2 separate regions of the Ovis aries genome follow, and region 2 is linked to region 1. The links are chromatin contacts, called in public Hi-C maps. All regions are on one chromosome and are shown on one strand. The core of a region is the stretch at or near the end of the contact, and the rest is flanking DNA. Distances in the headings are between cores, read along the strand shown.

Region 1 (6,353 bases), core at 1,711-4,210:
GAGCCACCATGGAAGCTCAAGAATGTCTAACAAGAATGATCTGTTGAATGAACAAACTTTTGTCCTCCTAACCCTGCTTAACTAACACTCAGCCTGGCACCATAGCCCTACCCTTTTTGTATGACACGTATGCTTCTCTCTTTGAAGTGAAGTGAAGTTGCTCAGTCGTATCCGACTCTTTGCGACCCCATAGACTGCAGCCTGCCAGGCTCCTCTGTCCATGGGATCTTCTAGGCAATAGTACTGGAGTGGATTGCCATTTCCCTCTCCAGGGGATCTTCCCAACCCAGGGCTCGAACCTGGGTCTCCCGCATTGTAGACAGACACTTTACCGTCTGAGCCACCTTGGGTCTCTGGAGTTAGACACATCTGGCTCTGACACCCTCTGTGTGACTCTAGGTTAGATGCTTAACCTCAGTTTTTCTACCTGGAAAGTAGGGAGATGTATCTGTCTTATAGTAATATTATGAAGATTAAAATGAGGACATGGACATAAATCCCTGGCCATAGATGCATTCAGTACAGGTCATCTCCCTGTATCGCAGGCCTCCTAATAAGCTCCAAACACTTTTTACCTGGGTTGGGAAGTTGGCACCCACTCCAGTGTTCTTGCCTGGAAAATTCCATGGACAGAGGAACCTGGCAGGCTACAGTCCACGGGGTCACCAAGAGTTGGACACTACTGAGCAACTAAGCACACAGCACAAGCACTTTTTACTTCATACCCACACACACACACACACACACACACACACACACACACACACACCTTAACAGTGTTCCAAGACGTGAACCCATCCACTCTGCCCTTCTGAGTCTTTCTGAGTCTCTGATTGTCACTTTCTAACTAAGAGGTTTGCCTTTGGAGAATGAGATACTTAGCGATGGAACAGCACTGATGATATTAAACCAAAGACATAACGGTAGTCCTAAATAAATGGAATTTGTATTATAAGGGCACATTCTCAAATATATTTGGCGGTAACACAAAGAGAAAGGCAGTAAATAATATTTTTGAGTGTAGAAGGCATTACTCTAAAAGAAAACACCAGATGGCAGCAGCAGATGCTAGAGATGTGTCTGATGGGATTGTAGCTCAGCCCTCTAGGATGCTAAGGACAGCTTAAAACTACATTCAGAGACACAAACCTTTGTTAAAAAAAGAAAAAGACAGATTTCCCTGAAGAAAAAGAATGCCTATTTTATAACATAGTATCAGATTTTTAGAAACAGTGTTTCACATGTTATCATCAAAATACTAAGAAAATAACCCCAAGCGTTATGTAACTAATAAAAGGTAGTTAAACAAAGCCTTCATTCTGGTTTGTAGTTATATTTAATTAACTGTCAATCTGTGCTTCAGTTAGCCAGAAAGGCCTTAAGTCAAAGACTGAAACACTATCAGCTTATGGAAAAGGGCAAACTTTTCCCCAAATATTAAAGACAAATATTAAAATGTGTTCACTCATATTAAAATAGGGGTCAATATTCTCCATTCTCGCACTTCCAGCACCACTTAGGACACTGCTTGCTAAAATAGAAATCAAAGGATCACATTAAGCTCCAAATTAAACTTTAAACTGATAATCTCTAGTTTCCCACATTATGCATCTAATTTCATCTGCAAGTAACATGACTTTTAAAATCTTGCTAAACTGGATATTGCTTGCTCAGGCTTTCCTTCTTCTAGAGGGAAAAGGGGGAGTGCGATGCTGCTCTGATACCACATAACAGCAGAGCAAACCCTTTTAAATGAAAGTCCGCTTTGTGGATGTCATTCCTCTTTCATACTGCACGGTGTCTCTCACAATGTCACTGTGAAATCAGAGAGAGTGAATTCAGTCTTAGATTTTGGATGACAAGCAATGGGACAAGTTCAAACCCATTCCGTGGTGAGAGGCAAAGCAGAGCTGGCGCAGAATGCACATTGATGACTTGGGTTGGGGGGTTTGTCTTAGGGATCTCAGCGTTTTCTTTGTTTAGATTTGACTGAAGGGTAACAGGAGCATTTGTCATCAGAGAACCGAGCCAGTCTACGCAGGAGGAACACTCTGAGCGGAGGGTAACTCACTCTGCCAGCGAAACAGTCATTGTTGCCCAACTGCAGGGAACTATTTCCAAGTTCTGTGGTCATAATTCTGAAAATGTTTTTCTTACCTGAGTTCACTATGAGATTGAGCCCCCCGAAAACACTGGGCAAGATCGCTGATTCTAACATGAATTCAGATCAAGGATTCTAGGGGGAAATTGTTCTAACTGGCATAAGGAAAAAGGAAGCAAACATCTGAACTGAAAAAACCACGCGTGTGTCTCACAGTCAGCCAAAAGTCGGCCGCCACAGGCAGATGAAATTCTGAAATCCAATAATGCACAGGGCGTTTTCTTTATGGAAATGAACGATTCACTGCACTATCTAAATCTTACATAATACAAAGAAAAGAAAAACAGCAATAACAGAGTCCAATAACAACCACAACAGAAAACTACATTCCCCAGGAGAGGCTTTCTGCTGAAAGTGCAACGCAGTGGCAAATGTCTTTTCAAGGGAAGGAATAAAGTCTGTTGGTTCAAGAGGTCTTATTCCTCTTGGAAGCCTAGGAGTTTTCTCCATTTTAATGAACCCTAGCTTGCTCCAGATCTGGCAGCTGAAGGGACCCTAGGTTGGATGACCTTACTATGCCCTCCACTAAAGCCTGTGTGGTCCCCAAACAGGCCAAGGCACATCTGACGGTGGTGGGTGCCAGTTTCTCACTGACATGTGCCTTGCAGGTTAGGAGCAGAGTTGGCTGTGCTCTGACATAGCTGTCGTGTCCTCCTGATGCCCTTGTTTTGACGGACTCCCTCTGATCTAAACGTGAAAGTCACTGACAGCCATCACTGGCCTCCTGTCCTGACAGTCTCCTCTCCAGATGACTCAGTGAGTCAGGAGGTGTCCTCCTGTGGAGCTGGGGGCCCAGGCCAGCCTCTTTTAGCAGTTGTGACTGAGTGAGAACATGCTATGCTCAGCCTGCTGGCTCCACTCTGGGGAGCACAGAGTCTGTGTTACAACAACAAGCATGAGCATTCTGACCACGCTCATCCCTGTCTCAAGTTCTGTAATGAGGACATTTAAAGAAAATGCATACAATCAGGAAACAGTGCTGAATGTCAGAACACTAACCGGAGCTCTTGATTTGTGGCTCTAAGACATGGATTCTTTTGCTTGCTGAATCCAGACCCCACACGTTTTGGAAGAAAAGCAACAGCCAAAAGATGAGAAAAACAGTTCGTGTTTATGAGACCAGCCTGAAGCCCATGCCACACTTACGAGTTTGGGTTTTCATTCGGCAAAGAAACTATCTGTTCTTTCTTCAAGTTCATCGGAAAATATGCCCATTAGTCTGACTCTTCGGCTTTAGGATCATTGTTTTGGAATCTTCCAAGCCAGCAAGTGAAAGATCATTTCATTTTAAACATGGAAGTTTGGAAAAAGTACCTGACATTTGCCCAAGTAATACAATAAAAAAATAAAAAAGTAATGAAGAACAACTGGATTAAAAATAAAGGATGTCTTCCCACCCCCCAATCAGTCTGGTTTAACTGTTTACAATAGCTTGGGTTACCTTAGTTTCCTGAAAATAGTTCACTTAAAGAACCCCTACAGGTGGGGCCTTTCAAGCAGCAAGTCATAGAGAAAAGACCTTGACAGCCTCCTATTTCTCATGATTTGATGTTCTGTAAAGTGTGACACGTGGCAAGACAGCCACTTCCCTTGCTTCATGGCAGAATGGAGCACATGGACCTCCCCTTATCTTGCAGGTAGCCATCCTCAAAAGCAAACTTCCCCAATCCTGGTTGATGATGAAATTTCAGGTCAAGACCCAGTGACACTTCACTATATAGGCTGGGGACCCCTAGGGTCATGCTTATTTACAACTGCCCAAATCAGGGGTCACAGCCTGGTGTCTGACCCAAACATGGGGTCCAGAGCAGCAGCAGGAACTGAGTATTTCCCAGATCCATGAACACACCTAGTTGACTCTCGGTTTGAGTAGGAGTTACTTCCCCATAGACTATAGCCATGTAAGCATTAAAAGAAAGCATGCTGCACTGTAGAGCATGTTCAGTTCTGCAAGTGCTCCGGTGTTTAATTACTGCTAAAGTCATCTGGGGTTTTTGACACAGATTCTATTTTAGAACGATAAACTCACCATCACCCAGTGTTGCCAAAAGTGAATTCCTAAGGTAGACTACTAAAATAAACCAGTAATAAATATTGGCAGTTGGAATGGGAATGATATCTCTGTAATGTAGACACAGCATTACTGACTCATTTTCAAATGCCAGTCTCTCCCAAGGATTATTGGTATGAGGGATTCAGAGAAGAAAGAAGTCCATCTCTCTTTTAGGCAGCAGAATGAAAGAGGACCAGGGACCCACTGGGCAAGGATGTTTTTATATCTGCTGTGCCAATGGAGGTATAGCCCCGGAGTCCAATAGGGGGTCAACTTAGGTTTCACTGAGGCAGAAATGGGCACTGAAGGAAAACCACCCTAGGGGATGAGGGAGCTGATTCCAGGGGCATTTTTCTCTCATTCCCCTGGAGGTAGAATGTACCCCCAGGCCTACCCGATGCATATCATGTGGCACAAATTACCTTATCAGTCACAGGGGGTGCTGCCGGGTTCCTCTGAGACTTGGAATTAGTGGACTCTTTCAGGCCACCTCTACTCCCTAATGTCAGATCCTGAGCTTTTGGCCCACTAGGTTGACCTTTACAACTTCTCTTGTGTACTGGAAGGCGGTCAGGGGCAAAGGTCTGACTACAGTTTGGGCAGGACACGAGCTGGCCTTGACGTGGCCTTGTGTGGTTGGGCTGTCCAGTGAGAAGGGGCTGAGGCTTCTGTGGGAGTGGCTGGCGGAACTCCCTGGGGAGTCGGTCATTTTCTACTTTCCACTTTTCCAGGCATTTGGGCTCATGGATAGGAAGGGACAGGGTACCAAATTCCCTCCCACAGATGTAGCAGATGACAGTCCTTGGTCGGGTTGTGATGCCACTGGAAGCTTTGAGACCGGCAAGATCATCAGATCTGTCCAGGCTTGGTGCCCTGGGCCCCTCAACCTTCTGCTTGCAGCTTCTCTGATGAACAAGAAGCCGGTCTGGCAAGAATGTGCGGCTGCAGAACTCACATGGCAGCAGCTGAGCCTGGGAACTCTGGAAGGCTGCCTCATTCACTGCCTGAAGACTGTAGGACCCACTTCCGTTGAGAGGAGGTGGTTTGGAAGGTTCTGGCCTCCTCAGGTGCTTGGGCAACTTGCTGTTTTCAACACGCCACTTCTCCAGGCACTGGGGTTCATGAATGCCAAGGGATTGGGACCCAAATTCTCGGCCACATATATAGCACACCCGGAACCTGGGTCTGCGGGATGGGATCACGGGGGGCCTGGGCTGGCTTTCAGACATAATCCTCCTACTGGACTGCTTTGAGAGAATTACAGTTCCAGGTCTGTTTTTCCGAGGGTTTGTCTTTATTTTTTCACCCTGACTGTCACGTTCTATTTCTGGCAAGAAGCTAGAATGGGACTCACCAAATAGAACAGCTTGGTTTATAAGAAAGGTGGGCTCTTTGGAATGGTGGAAAGACTGTTGCAATGTGGAAACCCTTTTCTCCTCTTCTTTTTCCATTAACAAAGAAGGCTTTCTCTAAGGCTTGCTCTGATTTCAGGCCAGACGCATTTTGGGCTTCTGCTTAGAGTGAAGGTTAGTCAGGTTGGCTGTCTTGGGGTTCCACATCGTAGCCAGTACCTTAGACCCAAAGACTGTGACTCAGAGCTTCATTGCAGGGCAGCAGTCTGGAATGCTGGAAAGTCCCCATAAAACCTCAGATGGCTCCAAGATCTGCAGGGGAAATATAAATCAAGAAGTTATTGCATACACACACATTCATACACACACATTCACGTGAACACACACACACATATTTTAAGTTGATAAAGAACGGTGATTTTTTTGACTGAGCATCCTCTTCAGCTATCATAATAACTGCACATAGGATTTGTTCAGTAAATGTTCGAATAAATATGAAAAACATTTCTGTTATGAACTGCACTGTTACCGCATCAAACAAAGGCAGTGTTCATTCGATACTGCAAAGGAAGATGGACAATTACTGCACATCTCAACACATATGGTATGAACCAAGAAGCATGGTGGTGAGGTCATGCAGCAGAGAACCGAGGCTTCTGAAAACTAGATTAATGAAACTGCGGATCAAGTACAAAAGACCTTCCATTACCTTAGGGATTCTTTTTAGTGCCATGGATCCCTTTGTCAGTTCTTTGAAGCCTATGGACCTCTTCCCAGAATAATAATT
Region 2 (5,764 bases), core at 3,171-5,670, 190 kb after region 1:
TTGCCTGGAAAATCCCATGGACAGAGGAGCCTGGTAGGCTGCAGTCCATAGGGTCGCTAAGAGTCAGACATGACTGAGTGCCTTTACTTTCATTTTTCACTTTCATGCATTGGAGAAGGAAATGGCAACCCACTCCAGTGTTCTTGCCTGGAGAATCCCAGGGACGGGGGAGCCTGGTGGGCTGCCGTCTGTGAGGTCGCACAGAGTTGGACACGACTGAAGCGACTTAGCAGCAGCAGCAGCAGTCTTGACCAAAAGCAACAGGAAACCACCGTATCAGTTTTAAGCAAGAAAACACATGATTATGCATGTTTTTAAGATCACACTCCATCTGCACTACAGAGATGAGATTGAAGATGGGTCAAGTAGCTGGGAGGCAATGACAGCAGTTCTGCTGGGCGATATAACTTGGATTAGGATAGCGGGGATGAAGGAAAACCTAGAGGGGTGGGATGGGGGTGGGAGGGAGGCTCAAGAAGGAGGGGGCTGATTCGAGTTGTTGTATGGCAACAAGAAACCAATACAACACTGAAAAGCAATTCTCCTGCAATTCAAAATAAATAAATTTTTTTAAAAGGGGGAAAAAGTAATGGAAAGACATTAAAGAAGACAGTGAATTTGAACTCTTTTTCATATATATATTTCTCCCTTAAAGAAGTTAATTCATTTCTTTTAACCGATTTCCTATGAGATTATTTCTCTTCGTTTCCATTAAGCTATTTTATAGTAATGACATTAGCCATTTATCTGTCATATCTACTGTATTTTTCTTCTAACTGGTTGTCTTATTTATTCCCCCTGGGTTTTTGAATTTTTATGTAAGCAATATGTTTTTCCCTTTGTAGTCATTCTATTAATTTTAAATTATAACACTTTTCTTCCACCATCACCACTTTGTCTTTTTTGCCCTACTTTCATATTATAACATATAAGATTGACTTCAGTATGGGATGTATGCTGCTGCTGCTGCTAAGTTGCTTCAGTCGTGTCCGACTCTGTGTGACCCCACAGGTGGCAGCCCACCAGGCTCTGCCGTCCCTGGTATTCTCCAGGCAAGAACACTGGAGTGGGTTGCCATTTCCTTCTCCAATGCATCAAAGTGAAAAGTGAAAGTGAAGTTGCTCAGTTGTGTCCGACTCTTAGCGACCCCATGGACTGCAGCCCACCAGGCTCTTCTGTCCATGGGATTTTCCAGGCAAGAGTACTGGAGTGGGGTGCCATTGCCTTCTCCAATGGGATGTATAAACTTCCTAATTTGATTAGTTCATTCAATCATCCAGCAAACATTCATAGATCACACATGGTGCAGGCGATAGACCCACACACAAAAAGAGAGAAACAGGTAAACAAATGCTTTCAGCATAGAAGCATCCTGGTTGCATAAAGAATGGACACCTAGCTCATACTGAGATGAAATTGGTGACAACATCCTAAAGGTCAAATTTTAACTGTTCTGAAGAGAGCTGGAAACTAGCTAAAAGGGAAAAGAAAGAACCCTAAGTGAAGAGTAGAGTAAATGACTGTCACCACTCTTCAGAGTAATTTCAAAATCGAACGGGAAACTCACTAGTATTTGCAGTGAATTTCCAAGGACATCACTCTGATTATGGGCTTTTATACCTCACCTATAATCTAATGGGAAAAAAGACCACCAAATGCTTTCTGTAACTAGCATGAGCTTAACATATGGCTATTAATATACACCAAATACCTTCAAGAGTTCTCTTCAATATACCCTGTTGTCTACTGTCAAGTGAAATCCAGACTTATTAACCTGACAGTAACGTGGGTCTTAGGAAGCCTCACTATGAACAAACCTAGTGGAGGTAATAGAATTCCAGTTGAGCTATTTCAAATCCTAAAAGATAAAGCTATGAAAGTGCTGCACGAAATAGGCCAGCAAATTTAGAAAACTCAGCAGTGGCCACAGGACTGGAAAAGGTCAGTTTTCATTCCAATCCCAAAGAAAGGCAATGCTCAAACTACTGCACAATTGCACTCATCCCACATGCTAGCAAAGTAATGCTTAAAATTCTCCAAGCCGGGCTTCAACAGTACATGAACCATGACCTTGATGGTTCATGAATCCAGATGTTCAAGCTGGATTTAGGCGAGGAACCAGAGATCAAATTGCCAACATCCGCTGGATCACAGAAAAAGCAAGAGAGTTCCAGAAAAACATCTACTTCTGCTTTATTGACTACACCCAAGCCTTTGACTGTGTGGATCACAACAAACTGTGGAAAATTCTTAAAGAAAGGGGAATATTGGACCACCTGACCTGCCTCCTGAGAAATCTGGAGGTCAGCAAGCAACAGTTAGAACTGGACATGGAACAACAAACTGGTTCGAAATAGGGAAAGGGGTATGTCAAGGCTGTATATTGTCACCCTGCTTATTTAACTTCTATCAAGATTGCTGGGAGAAATATCAACAACCTCGGATATGCAGATGACACCACCCTTATGGCAGAAAGTGAAGAACTAAAGAGCCTTTTGATGAAAGTGAAAGAGCAGAGTGAAAAAGTTGGCTTAAAGCTCAACATTCAGAAAACTAAGATCATGGCATCTGGTCTCATCACTTCATGACAGATAGATGGGGAAACAATGGCAACAGTGGCTGACTTTATTTTGGGGGCTCCAAAATCACTGCAGATGGTGACTGCAGCCATGAAATTAAGACGCTTACTCTTTGGAAGAAAAGTTATGACCAAGCTAGACAGCATATTAAAAAGCAGAGACATTACATTGCCAACAAAGGTCCACCTAGTCAAAGCTATGGTTTTTCCAGTAGTCATGTATGGATGTGAGAGTTGGACTATAAAGACAGCTGATCACCGAAGAATTGATGCTTTTGAACTGTGGTGCTGGAGAAGACTCTGAGACCCTTGGACTTCAAGGTCCAACTAGTCCATCCTAAAGGAAATCAGTCCTGAATATTCATTGGAAGGACTGATGCTATGCTGAATCTCCAAATGCTTAGGCCACCTAATGTGAAGAACTGATTCATCTGAAAAGACCCTGATGCTGGGAAAGACGGAAAGTGGTAGAAGGTGAGGACAGAGGACGAGATGGTTGGATGGCATCACCGACACAATGGACATGAATTTGAGTCAACTCCAGGAGTTGGTGATGGACAGGGAAGCGTGGCATGCTTCAGTCCATGGGGTTGCAGAGTCTGACACGACTGAACGACTAAACTGAAGACAGTAATACACTAGCTTTATTTCCTACTTCATCTCACAAGTTCTCGTCAGTAATGTGTTCTTTACTCCTGTATAACTCAAGATGTTTCCCACTTCCACTCCCTGCCCCATACTTTTAGAGAATTTAATGTTTTATATAAAAACATACTTCTCAACCATTGCCATATTTATATTACCTTTTTTTTTTTTTCTTTTTACACCAAAAACATTATTTCTTCACCTAAGTGTCCCTCTGGCTAGAATGCCTTCTTTCCCCTTCACTGAATCACTAAATGCAATCTTGTGTAAGATCTTTGAAGATCAAGACCAAATATCACTCATTTCATTTTGCTTTCTTTGTAAACTTTTCTGCACTATCTTTTTTTTTTTCTGTGAGTATTCTGTATCATTGATGGATGCTGATTACCCTTTCCTACCTGAATACAGGTTGCTTAAAAACAGAAAGTACGTCTAAAGAGCAGACACATAACCACTGAATATATACGAAGAACTTCCTTTGCTGGAGCTGTAAAGTTCTCAACTGACCCCGCTTTCCAGCCTACTTCAATGCTTCGATGACTTTTGAATTTCTTGAATAGAACCAGAAACGAGATAATGACAAAAAACGGTAAGCTAGTGAAATTAACCTGTAAGGGTGGAGGTGATGAGGGCAAATGTCTGAAAAGACTGGGTTTAAGAGAGGTGAGATGAAAACTTGGGGGCAGCCAAGTATTAAAATTTTGCTGCAGATGGTAGCAGAGAAATGGAACAAAAGCTGAAAGGAGAAATGAGGTACTGAAGAAGCATTCATCCTTATAAATGATACGGTCTCATTCAAGATGAACAATTTCCTAGGGAAAGCCACCGCTCTCAACCTCTCAAAGGAAAGTACCACCACGAGCTTCGTTTTACAAACGGTTACTGAATAGAGAAATTAAATGATCTTCCCAAGGTCCATGGAAAAAAAATTCAAGACAACCGACGGCCAAAGACATTTCAGCCACCTAGAAACCAGGAGGTGGAAGAGTAGGGGTGGGGAGTTACGGCTGTCAGTCCTCAGAGTTCCAGAAAATTCGCCTGAGCTGTTAGGTGCACTTCCCGCCTCGTCCCAGACCCTTCCAAAACACTCAGAAAAGCCGTCCTGAGGCCCCTAAAAGTCAGCCCCACACGTTTCCAGACCTCTGTGCTCACCTCATTATTGAGGTTCAAGGTCCCTGGCTCGGCCATGGCAGCTCTTAGCAGAAGATCCGCCGCTGCCGCACGTGAACTGTAGCTGCCGGAAAGCGGATGCGTCGTCACGCCCCCAACGGCGGCCTCAGTGGCCCAAAATGCATCCGCCGTCTGCTCAAGCAGACGCGTAAGTAAAAGGTGCACTGACTTTGAGGAGAGGAGCGGAAATGACGAAGAACAACTTCCTGCGTAGAGTGCGCCGTACCGGATTTGCGTGTTCCTATGGAAACCAGGCAGGCCGGTGGCTGAGAGGGTGTTCTGCAAGTTATTGCCTTCTTCAGAAGTTTTTCAGGTTGCTGATTTTCTTATATTCCTTTGCAAAATGGGTTCAGCTTTGTAAGGACCTTGTTTTTCTTGTCTCAATGGGAATGAAAGCCTTTATGAAGGGATCACTTGAGCGACCAGTTTTGCCCCGAATTTTTACCTAGCTTTTGTGAAGATTTCTGCGCTTTTGACAAGCATTTTGTTAGATTCACCTTTTCCCCTGTCCTCACTGTATAGCTCAAGCATGGTCATATTTTTCTGCATACTGAAAGGTTTAAATTTATATAGAGAACATATAAGCAAAACCATGATGTACCGTTGCTGCTGCTTATGAAAATGGCTGTTTTGAATAATGTGCATGCAGAGAACCAAGGAGTGAGTCGGAATTAAATAACATTATTAATAGTTAACACCTGGTAGTATTGAGCTTTATAAGGGGTCCAGTGCTGGGACAAACGCTTTACGTGAATTATCTCTAAAATATTCAAATCTAAAGAGATAGGAACTATTATTCTTATTTTACAGATTTGGAAACTAACTTTTGAGGAGCCAAGTGTCTTACCAAGAGTTGCCCAGCTGGAGCCCACCACTGCTACAGGACCCCAGGGCTGGTGACATAATTTGACGGGCCCAGGGCAAAATGAAAATGCAGGGCACCACTCCCCAACCCCGTTCCCTGCCCCCCTGCCCCTGCCCCAATTCAAAAAGTGGGGGAAAGTTTCTTCTTTTCTTCTGTGGTGTCTTTTGACCTGTCATGTGCTTTTTATTTGGTGTTTAATGAGGTGCTCCTTCAAGCAACCGGGATGCCTTGGGGCTAGTGCCCACCTTCACAGGTGCCTGGGACTCATGTTTGAGGCCCCAGGGAGGGGTGTCTGTACTGGACCAAGATGGCAGCAATTGCTAGGCAGAGTCTGGGAAGTAGGAAGCCAGAGAATCCGAATGGGAGTATGTGATAGGAAAGACTACACTGATCTGAGACTAAGCTCTTGACATATGTTCCATTGTCCCACTGGATTTCACTTAACAAAAGTCAAATTCGCAAACTTATTAAGAATTTCAATACTGTAATGAAAGAAAATTTAAACC

The links. Hi-C and Micro-C count contacts between places; a contact is called where the count stands out from the background.
Region 2: a Hi-C map of tail adipose tissue shows a contact between it and region 1, with 5 times the contacts expected there. The contact joins the promoter of SRFBP1 here to the enhancer-like site in region 1. A contact is called at or near these places in 2 of 16 Hi-C or Micro-C datasets (skin fibroblasts and tail adipose tissue).

Annotation. Positions count from the first base shown.
Region 1 is chr5:29,373,446-29,379,798 of ARS-UI_Ramb_v3.0, forward strand. It overlaps LOC101111962 (zinc finger protein 474), which reads right to left. Exons shown (of 4, transcript XM_004008680.6): 2 at 4,637-5,878. The coding sequence starts at 5,665. Among named protein-coding and RNA genes, the nearest start is that of LOX, 93 kb to the right of the region's middle. Within about 2 kb of position 2,961, at least 5 of the 54 cell types and tissues checked have an H3K27ac peak or open chromatin away from gene starts, as enhancers often do. A contact at or near this core is called in tail adipose tissue, where this site is marked.
Region 2 is chr5:29,563,637-29,569,400 of ARS-UI_Ramb_v3.0, forward strand. It overlaps SRFBP1 (serum response factor binding protein 1), which reads right to left and starts at 4,421. Exons shown (of 8, transcript XM_004008682.6): 1 at 4,376-4,421. The coding sequence starts at 4,411. It overlaps LOC132659875 (a long non-coding RNA gene), which reads left to right and starts at 4,616. Exons shown (of 3, transcript XR_009600832.1): 1 at 4,616-5,764.